Regions from separate parts of the Bactrocera dorsalis genome. Here region 1 is linked to region 2. A link is a contact called in public Hi-C data. All regions are on one chromosome and are shown on one strand. The core of a region is the stretch at or near the end of the contact, and the rest is flanking DNA. Distances in the headings are between cores, read along the strand shown. Region 1 overlaps LOC105233761 (rho GTPase-activating protein Graf). Region 2 overlaps LOC105233761 (rho GTPase-activating protein Graf).

Region 1 (5,990 bases), core at 3,099-5,598, 120 kb after region 2:
CAAACATCGATCTCATGAGACAGCGATCGATCAGCGCGCAGCACAAGTGCGTTCGGCATTTTACAGCGCTAGAAAATCCGGTTCTGGCATGCTAATGCTAATGTTTGCGCATTCTTCTTTATATGGCTAATTTATTTATTTACTTTTATCTTTTTTCGAAAAAAATGCTTTTGTTTGTTTTTTTGTTAGATATTTTTCGTTTGCTGCGCGGTTTGTCAGCGTGTTTATTTTGGTAAGCGATCTTTCGTTGCAGCGCTGAGCAGGTACACCCTACGGCAGTTGAGCGAAGCAATACGAGCCTGCACTGGCACTCGTTGAATTTTACAGAAAACTAAAAAAAAAAAAATATTAAACAAAAAACACTACCGACTGCCGCACACACATACGCACCTACGGCTTACTCGCTGTCTCAAACTTGTTTCGGCCGACGCCGTGTCCAGTCAACTCGCTGCGCTGCATGTGCGCTCGGCGGCTGACGAGTCATTAACGAGCTATGATTCATTACCACTTTTTGCTTAACTGTTTTAGCGTCAAATTCAAATTTATAAGCATTAAATTTTTGTTGTAGTGGCGTTTCGAATTTTCGGCAAACCTTGAATTAGTCGGTCAATTGGTTGCGTTTGGTCATTTAACATTTCGGAAATGGAAAAACGCCACAAAATGTGTGGATCGCCGCATATAGTTTAACGAAAAACTGGAAAAAAAAGTAAAAGTTGCAAGACTCATTAAAACGTCGCCAAAACAGATTGTAATTACCGGCGCTGACAAAACGAGCACCAATTTTGGTGGCAAAAATTTAATCTGCATGGAAAGGCGTCATATTCAAAATTTAACCAACAGAGAGATCTAACACCAAAATATAACGGCGTTTGATAAGACAAAAGATTTGTCTGAGCGCCATTCACTTGGGAGTGGCTAGAAACGATTATTTTGGATATGGCTCAAGCAGCTCACGATTTTCGGTCTTAAACCAAGCATACTCTGAGTAGCCAAAAAACATTGGTTTGAAGGCGAACTATGATGAGAAGGCGAACTATAATGAGCAAGCGAAGCATCCCCTCCGCCGGGTTGTGCGCTGGGTTTGGAACCCGCCACGTAAAAAAAAAACACTCCCAATGAAAATATTAAAACTGCCTCCGACGGCTATAACCGCGTAAACGGTAACTGCGACAATAAAAAAAGCGTGAGATTCCAAGGTATTGAGGTATTTTTTTGGATTTTTTGGTTAACGGAACACATAATGCAGTCGGAGCTCGGAATATATCCAATGCAACTCACACTGGAGCTATAAGATCTCTGATCGTTACCATGAAATCAGTGTTAAAGAGTGCTAACTGCAGTTTTTATCTAAAATTGTATTCGTTTTGTAGTTTATAAATGGTACACATAACATCGACTGAGTCGATTTAAAAAAATTTATTGAACAGCGCTACCAGTGCGATTTCCAAGCATTGAAGGCGTCACGGAAGGCTTTCTCCGGAATCCTTGAGAGCCGAGGTGCATGCTGCTTTGATCCCCTTTCGTCGACCTTTTCAGCTAATGAAACAAAAATAAATCCGGGGCCACATCTGGACTGTAGGGCGGCTGCGGAAGCATTAGGATGCCAACCTTGGTTAGGTAGCTGTTCACAAGAAAGGCGGTGTAAGCCGGGGCGTTGTCGTCGTGCAACTACCAATCGGCTGCGATGTCTTTTCGGAACCGATTGACCCTTCCATTGAGTCTCTTGGGAACTTCCACGTAAAACTTGGCTTTGACTGTTTGCCCAGGAGAAGCAAATTCATGGTGGACGATGCCTTTGATGTTTCACTTTGGATTTGCTCATTCATCAGCGACCTCTTCCCGGCCCTCCAAAAAGACCTGGTGCCACCGAAACACAGCTTTTCTTGCTAAAGCAACATCTGGGTAAGCCTGCTTGATCACATCCAACGTCTCTGTCGCAGATTTACCGAGTTTCACACAGAATTTAATCGCGTACCTATGCTCTAACGAACGTTGCATTTTCGGCTTGCACCATTCACAGAAACACGTTGAAATACGAAACATGTTTGTCCGACTCTCCAGGTGCTTGGACCAACCGCGCGTTCGTTAGCTAGGAACGCCTTCAACCGGATTCAATCGGTGCGCGCACACTCCGAAGTACAGTCGTGGCGGAAGAAAGCAGTCCTGTTACTTTCCGGACAAACCCTGTATGATCTAAGAACTTTGCACTCTTCCAGCCTGTAAGTAATATTTCATATAGTTAAGAGTAATGAACGATAGGTTATAGCTATGAATTATTATTTAGTTTGGTTAAGATATAGGTCTCTTTTAATTGAAGTATCTCAATAAGAGTGCACGAGAATGCGGTAATGATATGCATTCAATGAAAACATAGAAAAAATTACACGATTTGGGTTTCGAATTGATACTCACGTCACCATATGCTGTGGAACTCATGACCAACAACTTTTTTCAGTTCTCAGACCTAGGAAGAATGCTCGCTGATAAGACGTTTACACAATGACATAGTGATTGACGAGACAGAGGTGTATTATCATTCACACATTAAACAGTTTCCATAAAAGAGCTTGATTTTGTTCGACCAGTTTGTAGGAGAGCTTTGTGGCTCGATCTCAACAATTTGCTCGACGATTGTACTGTTGACTTGGACAATGATCAATCAGTTAATATGACAGCTGTATGTTATAGTGATGAAATCGGAATAATTTGTTCGAATATAGCATTGTTACTTTAGGCAATAATCGGTGTCAAATTTCGGAGAGATCTTTTCCATACAAGAACTTTACTTTGGTCGTTCAGTTTGTTTGGCAGTTAATATGGGCCGATATTGGCGATTCTGGCTTCTTGATGAGAAAAAGACGTGTGCAAAATTTCAGATTGATATCTCAAAAACCATACAAACAGACGAACATAGCTCAGCTCGTCTTGCTGATCATACAATTTTTCTTAGATTTTTAAATAAAATAAAAAAATAATAATTTAATAGTACTATGAAAGAGTAGAGGCAATCCGCATAAGTTAACTGAACGATTCTCGAATACCCAGGCACTTTATTGTGGAAACTAACAGACATTTGAGAGCTCCATGGAGTTAGTTTCAGTGACAAGGAATATGAAGATGCCTGAAAAATAATGTGCTCAAGGCATGAGCGATGATGAAAACCCATTCTAAATTGATAAGCACTGTAAGGCTCGCTTATAGTTCGCCAAAAATATTAGCATTTCGCCAAGTTAATTGGTCCGTTAAAACCAAAGCTAATTAAATGGGATCAGATGGACTCTCATGGTTATGTGCTGACAAATCGGTTGGTGCAAAGGATAGCAACATATGTCAAATAAAGAGATTTGGAGCTGCATTACTGGAGGCTTTGGGATGATGTGGGGTGTACTTCGACGGATCGATGGTTTAATGCGTGCCACAGATTATAGTGATGTGCCGGAGAACTCATAGCTTCCAAGCCTGTATATAATCGCACTCGAACGAAGACAAGGAGATATTTTCATGTGGGATAACAATCTGAAACACACCGCAAATATCACCAAATCGTGATTTTGGGATAGGAGGGATCAAACTGCTCAACTGCTTTTGTATTTCTCATATTCATAGCGTCTAATAATCTAATAATTCTAAGTAAGAGAAAGATTGGTATTTTCGTGAACAGTGTTACAAACGTTGTTGGCAAAGACAGCACAGCCTGTTCAGGGTACGATTATGAATAATAAAAATGACATTTAAAAAAGGTACCGCTTTTAAAGGGCTCGAAACGTTAGGCAGCATATAATACCGAATGATTTTCATATGCTAAATAATAATTTTTCGCACCCAAACTCATTTTACACACACTGTCAAAATAATTGCCGTAATTTTCCACAACGTATAGTCATCATAAAAGTGGCCACATACACACCCAAACATAATATATTATATATTATCATATTATGTATGTGTGTGTCTGACTAAAATTCGCAATCGAATGTGAAAAACTATCGATTATAAATTTTCCGCAAGCTTTCAACTGGCGGTAATAATTTGTAGTATTTGTTGTAGCAAAAAAAAAGCAGAAGGCAATGAAAAAATGAGAAACAGAGTAAAAGCAGCAGTAAAAGCAGTTGTGAGTCAGTGTATTGTGGAGAAATCGGTTATCAGCAGTGAAAAACAACAATAGCAAGCACACAGCAGCTTCGTACGCCCTTTTTATCAACGCAACGGCTTTATGTACACACATGCACACATACATATGTATATTTGTGTGTCACAGTGTTTGCCTTTGATAGCCGCATATGAGTGTGTTAAGCGAAAAGTTACGCCAAATCGGCGCTTTATAAATATTACAAACTAATGGGGCCCGCATTTGCTCGCCAATTTCACACTTGTTGTTGCCGACGCGATATCTTCCTCTGCCCTTTGCTGTTTTTACTCTGTAGCTGCTGTTTACATATTATCTGGTTTTACTTGCGCTTTGTTTGCCGTATTATTTTTATCTGCGGTATTTATTTGTTTGCTCCATGAAGCACTTGTTTGTGTGTGTTTAATCAGCGAGTCAACGGGTAATATACCAAAAGCCAAGGTACAACCGATAATATAACGCATTTAGTAAGTTTTATTTGCAATTAATTCTCCAAATCATGTGCACAAAGCGCTTGTTGCTGTTGTTGTATTGACTTGCTGAAGTACAGGGTGTATAATTCGATGCGTGTTTGTATATGTGTGCCTGTAAGAGCATACAGGTGTGCCGCGTATTGAGTATTTATCATGCAATGTATGTATGTATGTACATATGTAAATACAATATACATATGTATATGGCATGTATGTATGCGTGTGTATATATTTACGTTTTCTTAAATGTTAATCTCATGACCTTAAACCTGTTTTGAAGCGGTAAATGAAAATGAAATCGACTAGCGAATGACTGGTAAGGTTCGTATATGTATACATACATATGTATGTATGTATGCGTATGTTGTAATGAAGTAAAATTGGCACGCAGTGTTTTTTAATATTTTCGTTTTGCTAAATGAAAATAAATTACATTTTTTTCACATACATAATTATATTTTCGTAAAAAAAATAAGAAAAAATAAAAAAATAAATAAAAAAAATTAAAAAACTAAATAAATAAATAAAAAAAATATTTAAAAAAATTTAAAAAATAAATAAATAAAAAAATTAAAAAAATAAATAAATAAAAAAAATAAAAATTTAAAAAATAAAAAAAATAATTAAAAAAAAAAAATAAATAAACAAATAATTAAAAAATAAAAACAAAAAAAATTTAACTGCAACTCCCTTCAGAGGTGCCTTTATAGCATAAACGAACTTAAAAAAATATTTACTCTGATTTTAATCGATCAATTTGTATGGCAGCTATGTGTTATAGTAGTCCGATCTGAACAATTTATGAGGAGATTATAAATAGCATTACCATAGATAATAATATATGCCGAATTTCATGAAGATAACTTGAGAAATAAAACAGTTTTGCTCACAAAAACTTGATGCCGTTCGTTCAGTTTGTATGGCAGTTATATGATATAGTAGTTCGATCTACACAATTTCTTCGGAGATCGTAACAACGCCTTGGATAATGATCTCTGCCAAATTTCTTAAAGATATCTAGTCAAGTGAAAAAGTTTCTCATACAAGAACTTGATAGAGATCGTTCAGTTTGTATGAGAGCTACATGATATAGTAGTCCGATTTCGGCGGTTCCGAAAAATGAGCAGCTTCTTGATGAAAAAAGCACGCATGAGAAATTTTTCCTTGTTTTTTATTTATTTTTTGCCGTTAGTTTCATAAATACTTTTATAATCTATATATAATATATATATAGATTATATACTTTTATAATCTTTAGATCGCCGAAAAATTAGTGCAAATATTGTTTCATTTTTGTGTTATTTTTGTTTTACTTAGATTATATTGATATCCTGCAATAATATTTTCTTATTCCACAATTTTTATCCTCCATCTTTTAAGGTAGATAATTC
Region 2 (6,548 bases), core at 321-2,820:
ATGGTCTACTGTAATTTTTCGATAAAGTTAAGCGTTTACGAGATATTCATCGTCAAAAATCAGTGCATATTAGGGTGGATCAAAAAAAATAAATTTTTTTTTTCGTTTGGTACTCTGAAAAATAGGTTCCTAAGCACCTCTAAGTTAGCCTCTCCAAAAACCTATTCGTAATAATTTTTTTTCATTGAGTTATAAAATTATTAAGAAATAAAGAATTTTTCCAAAAATCATCAAATTTCAACCGTTAATATCTTTTAAACGGTTGGGTTTACGAAAAAATCATAGGAGACCATATTTTAGAGCATTCAATTTCCTACAAAACCAAATAACAAGATACTTTTTCAAGTAGTTGGAAGCGAGATATAAATTTTTCTATCTGATAATAAGAAAAAATAGAAAACCGTTAGGCGGAGGACCTTCCCGTTACAATTAAAAACTCATATTTGGAGAGGCTTTCTTAGAGGTGTCTAGGAACCCATTTTTCCGAGTACCAATCAAAAAAAACAAAATTTTTTTTTTTGAATCACCTTAATATACATATAAAAATGTATATACTCATAGCAAATCTATAGAAATGGCAACTTTTATTAGAAATTTTACTGCAAAATAATTCTCTTAAAAATTGCCAACCTCTACACTACTATTATTACCGACTGACTACACATAATGGAAATAATTATATGAGGCCTAGAAGTAATTACGCGCATGCGCAATCAGTAGGCAAAAAAGAAATGAGGGGAATATGACATGCTTGGATTTCGCAAAAACTCGAGATCGCCTGCAATATAAATACATACATAGTATGTGTATGCGAAACAGGGTGCTTCAACATATGTATGTGTTTCTAGAGGATGATAAGTTAAAAGTAACACTAAGTTAGTTTAGGTTAGTTATGCAATTCTTTTTCAAGCAAATTCCTTTGTAACGATCTGGAAAAATAATTTTCTGAGAACGATTTTGTACATTTGCCGACTAAACCATATCCCTTAAGAAGTTTAGCTGCTCGTACAGTTTGGTTTATTTTTCGTTAGGAGATCTAGATAAGACGCTAAACTATGTGGAAGAACCAAAGTGGAAAAAATATCATTTGAGTTAAAGATCTTCAATCTTCATTTTTTGTGCTGCGGAGCGGTGCAACTCTTCATTAAGAGCTCAAGGTTATGCCAATGAACTGATCTTTCAATCTTAGTATTAAACGATATTGTATATTTCTCGATACTGCTTTCAACCAATACTTTCACGAAAACAATTGAGTTACTTTTTAACGAAAAATAAGATTTTTCTTGAAAAAAGTTGTGTGTTTCTAGCAACTCTTCTGAAAAAGTGTGTTTAAAAATCACTTTATGAGCTGGAAAAAAGTCTAGTACAAGTCATATGTTGTGGCGTACGGTAAATATACCCAAAACTAGTCCATAATTTGGCTCCGGAACTTGACGAGGGAATGAGTTGAGTTTGTTTTTGTTGCAAAAATATTGAGAATTAAAAAACAAAGTGGTTTAGCACACCCTGTATATGACGAATCACCGCTTGTGTCTTATATGGCAAGCAAGCATTTTATTCGCGGCAAAGAAAGTCTCTCGGCTCGCAGAGTAATGAAAAGCAACAGCGGACGGACAAGCAGCGTAGAACCTACTTACGCGATTACATATGAGCGCATACACATGTCTATAAACAAACATAAATGTAGAGAAAGAAGAAAAAACAGCATCATATATGTATGTATGATGTATATTTGTAAGCATTGCGCACAAAGCGCTGTGTCACGGGGTAGCGCACAGCAGCTGAGCGGCGGTGCGACGGCGGTCCAGGTGAGATTGTTTTGCTGACCTAATTTGGTAGGTTGCGCTTTCAAGCTGTTCTTGATTGCGGCGCTTTTTACCTACAAATCTGCTTTTTATTTCCTTTCATAATTTGTTTTTTAGTTTTTTCTCATTCTTCTTTTATTACTTTTATCGCTGCTGTGCTTTGTGTTGAGATGCTGTTCTTGTGAAATCGGCAATAAAACGCTTAAACAAAACCTTTGCTTATCTTATGTGGTGTTATGCGACGTGTTGTTGTTGTCGTTTTATTTTGTTTTTGTTGTAGTAGTCATTTTATTTTGTTTTTGTTGTTGTTAAAAGCTAATCGTGCGTTGATCTCGTCGTCATGCAGAAGCCGCGGGTCACAACACTTTAATGCGCGAAATCGACGAAGCAAATGAGTAAAAGAAAATGTAGAAGCACAAGAGAGAGACAACCAGAAAACGAAACAAAAGCAGTAAGGTAGCGCTAAGTTCGGGTGTAATCGCACGTTCACATCATTAGCAGAAATAGATGATCAATGAGTTTTATTGAGATACCTGAGAGACTGACCAATATAGAATATAAGTTTACAGAACAGTCGTGTTTGCGTAAAGGGAACGGACCCGCATTTTTATCCGACCAAGGCAAGCTGTTATCAAAAAAATATTCTCTCCGAATTTCCATAATACGAGGTATGACAATTAAGTAATGAGACGGATTCCATAAAATCCGTATATTTGAAAATTATTCTACAACTCTGCCATCCCCTTCAAAGTACTGCCCTTGGGTAGCTATATACCGATTCCAGCGCGTTTTCCATGCTTCGTAACATTTCTGGAACGCTTCGACTGGGATGTCCGCGAGTACCCTCATCACGGCCGCCTGGATGTCCATAATCGACTCAAAATGGATTCCTTTGACCATCGATTTTGTTTTAGGAAACAAAAAAAGTCACTGGGTGACATGTCGGGCGAATAAGGCGGCTGTTGCAACACGGTGATCCCTTTAGAGATCAAATACTGGGACTTGCTGAGGGCGGTGTGGCACGGCGCATTGTCGTGATGAAGGATCCAGTTACGAGCGATGTCTGGGCGCACCCTGTTGACTCGTTTTTGCAATCTTTCGAGTACTTGGCAATAGTAGACTGGATTCACAGTTTTCCCCGGTGGAACGAATTCTTTGTGGACGATTCCACGGCCAACAAAAAAGGCAATAATCATGGTTTTCACCTTCGACTTGCTCATGCGAGCTTTTTTCGGTCGGGGGCGCGCAGAGACAACCATTGTGAGCTTTGGTGTTTGGTTTCCGGGTCTAAGAGCACTATCGCCATACACTCTTACAATTTTAGCGTACGTTTCCGAAGCTGTTTAGCTGTTCAAGGTCACAGGTTTACCACAAGCGCGGCAATCAAATCAGTCTCATTACTTAATTGTCAAACGTCGTAGATACCACACTGACCAAAAACAGTCTGACCATATTTAGGGTCCACATATTTGGTATATGGGGCCTTGTAAAGTTACCGTTCGATTTCGAAAAATTGTAGGCGTAAGATGGATCCTAAAAGGCAATAATTGTTCAAGATTTAATATAAATATGGTCAGTCATGAACTCTCGATTTATAACATGAGAAAATCAGATTGAATTTAAATTTTTATATATGAAAAGTAGACGTGTTTGAAGTCCGATTTTCACTAAGTGTATTAGGCACATCTAGAGAATTTTATATATCAAATTCGTCGAGTAGTTCCCAAAATACAGAATTTCGCCCATTTTCTAACTTGGATACCGTGTCCTATGAAATCCTCTCGCATCGAATATGAACATGGGAAATTTGGCCACCATAGATTTCGCTCTCTACTGGCAGTTTTAGGTATTCAAAAAACCATTAGAAGGCCAGTGCTGAAGCCTATAAAAATGGTCAAAAGTTACAAAAAATGATAGTAGCTTGAGCCCATAGGAAAAGAACGATTTTTTACATATATTTTTAGGTTATTAGAAAAGGGTGTCAATACAAAAGTTGTAGATCTTTTTATTACCTACAACTTTGCCGCTGAACTTTTTTCAATATGTCTTGAAGTTTTTCCGGAAATCAACTTAAACTGTTTTTAACCTTAAAAATTCAACGATCCGCTCTCCAACCTCTTCTAGAGCCAAGAGTGCACGTAAACTATTTTCTTCTAATTTTTTGTTGATTTATTTTCCTTTTCCAATGTATTTCATCCAACAATGATTTTATCTGCATTCAAAATTTATCGACCCTGGTCTATTGTTGAACAAAACTATAATACTCCGCAGCAACATGTGGCGAGAGTATAAGAAATTCAATATTATCAAACAGAGAAGAAAAAAGAAATTCACACAACCGCCGCATTTTCGCCGCTGCCTACAAATTGAGCTTATTAATTGAACGACGCACGCACCTTTGACTCACGCATCGCAGCTGACAGCTGCGGCTTCCACAATTTTCAATCACAACAACACAAATCGGCTGCTTGATCGACGCACAACTTTCTTTTGATCAGATCACCAAGTCATCGCTTTATTGCCGCATAATTAAGTCTGACAGCGCCAAAGCGTTTGTAAGAAGCTTTTAAGTGAAAGTTTTGCTGAGCTTTCATGCGCTGAGCTCATGAATGACAATTCAGCAGCGCTGAAAGCGTCAATAAACGCTCTATAATGAGCCGATAAGCGTCACACAAATGCAAATGCGAATCACCTGTCATTTCTATAAGGAATTCTTTGGCGATTCTTATGCTAATGTAAAATGTGTGAATACCATATTTATAGTGGTAAGCTTATACATAGATATCTCTAAAGCTCCATATGTTCATGCATACATACATATGTATATGAACACTTGTTGCCATATCTGCCTGTTGATCGCTTAATTTGATTTGCTTTGTAAACTTGTACGTGTTTTCCACCACATTCTCTAGTTTCTCACTTAAAATTCTCCACAGCAAAAGTATTCAAGGTCACTTTTTACAAGCACTACGGTAATTAAGTCGTAGACAAAAACCACAATATCAACACGAACAATACAAATAAATACATAAATTACTTCCTCATGTAAGAGTTGCCACCGCGCGCAAATTCGGTGTGCTTCACCCTCACTTTCATTGACGTGTGTCCGGCACGAGGGTGGCTCGTTGAGTTTAATGTAAGAGATTAACGAAAATAGTCGAAAGCTATGCGCTCTCTCATCCTAACTGTAGTCGTAGTGTTGTCTGATGATTCGAGCTGCATTACTATGGATTTATTCTCGTGAACGAGCTCTTTTAGAGGTAAAATAAATCCCCTATATTGTACTATTTTTATCAAACTAAACTCTGGTTTGAGCCTTAAGAAGGTAATTTAAGGGATTAGCATAACTCTGCCGATTTAATCTAGTACTATTTTGTTACATGTAGATGACCCACAAATGGTTTCCAATGTATGTTCCATATGTATACATAGGTCGTTAGTAGACCTTTGTCGCCCATTATTATATTGGGTAATACAGATCCAAATAGACTACTTACTAGGTAATTAACGCATTTACAGGAATTGAGTCTTCATTAGTTCCCAATTCACCTTACAATATAGCAATAGTAATTACTCAATTAATAATTAATTGACAATAAGAGATCGAGTTCCCGGGCAGCTTAATTGCTTCGTTTTATTTCATGAAAATACTAAGCCGGAACGGAAGCAATCTGGCCTTCACAATACAATTTTCAAGAGTTGTAGCTTGCGGAGTGTTCCTTTCCTTCAGTAAGGTCGTCTATGAGCCAGACTCGGCGTCACTACGAGCTTGGTATCATACTCGAACTTTAATGAGCTCGGGCGGAATTGGCAATGCGACCAAGAAAAGGAAATACATGAGGAATTAAACACAATGTTTTCATTCTTGAGTAGAGATTCTATGATCGACAGTACTAATGGCGAATCCTACATATTCAGCGACGCATTAAAGGGTGAAATAGGAACTGGAGCGGCCTTCTTCAGTAGTAATTCAAACACAGAAGGTAGCTTCAAACTAAATAAACACACTCTTTCAGGCCGAAATTGATAACATAGTAACAGCAAGTGGCAACCGAGCTTCTAACAATTTATAAACCTTCTAATGGACAGCCAATAGCAATGAAGGGTATCCGTAGAGTCAATAATAAGTCTTCTTGTGTTAAGTAGAGGAAGTAGGCAATAACTAGACTTTCAGTAGGCAACTCGATTAATATCTAGGTACCTAGTCTTATAGAAATAGAAGGATACGAGTAAGTAGACGTGTTGGTTCGCTCGGGAGCAGCACATTCTTAGTTCCTTGAAGTGTTGTTTGAAGTAATGCACACAGGGGACCACCTCAGGTATTAGCCTATTGAATGGCAACCGCCTGCGGTCTGATGCTCTGGCGCCTTCCTTTTAAACCAACCACCTTTAATAATTGAAGGGGTTTTAACACATTGTTGTTTTTCTCGATAGAACTATCCTTAGTAAGTGAACTAGCTGGAGCAGAAATGAAACGCCTAAGCAGATTGGAGCTCTATTTATTAGGACCTTGCCGGTATATGAAAACCAACTTTTAGAGTTTTCCATTTGAACATGCTACTAAGACTCTCATATAGTTCGAGCTCTTGACTCTTATCTACCAGAAAAAAAATCTCTTGGTAGCTGAGTTTTTCGAACAAAAGTGAATTATAATACAAATCCCTCGAACTTATTGCGCCGCCTCCGTAAGATCACCTCACATTTATCACCCTCTCCAAATTCAAGCATCAATTTCCGCACGAA

What was found. Hi-C and Micro-C count contacts between places; a contact is called where the count stands out from the background.
Region 1: a contact with region 2 is called in a Hi-C map of whole body, with 2.0 times the contacts expected there. The contact joins two enhancer-like sites. A contact is called at or near these places in 2 of 2 Hi-C or Micro-C datasets (both in whole body).

The regions. Positions count from the first base shown.
Region 1 is chr4:13,640,568-13,646,557 of ASM2337382v1, forward strand. The region is part of intron 3 of LOC105233761 (rho GTPase-activating protein Graf); the gene reads right to left. Among protein-coding and RNA genes, the nearest start is that of LOC105233761, 20 kb to the right of the region's middle. Within about 2 kb of position 4,349, the one cell type or tissue checked has open chromatin away from gene starts, as enhancers often do.
Region 2 is chr4:13,528,176-13,534,723 of ASM2337382v1, forward strand. The region is part of intron 3 of LOC105233761 (rho GTPase-activating protein Graf); the gene reads right to left. Among protein-coding and RNA genes, the nearest start is that of LOC125778522, 59 kb to the right of the region's middle. Within about 2 kb of position 1,571, the one cell type or tissue checked has open chromatin away from gene starts, as enhancers often do.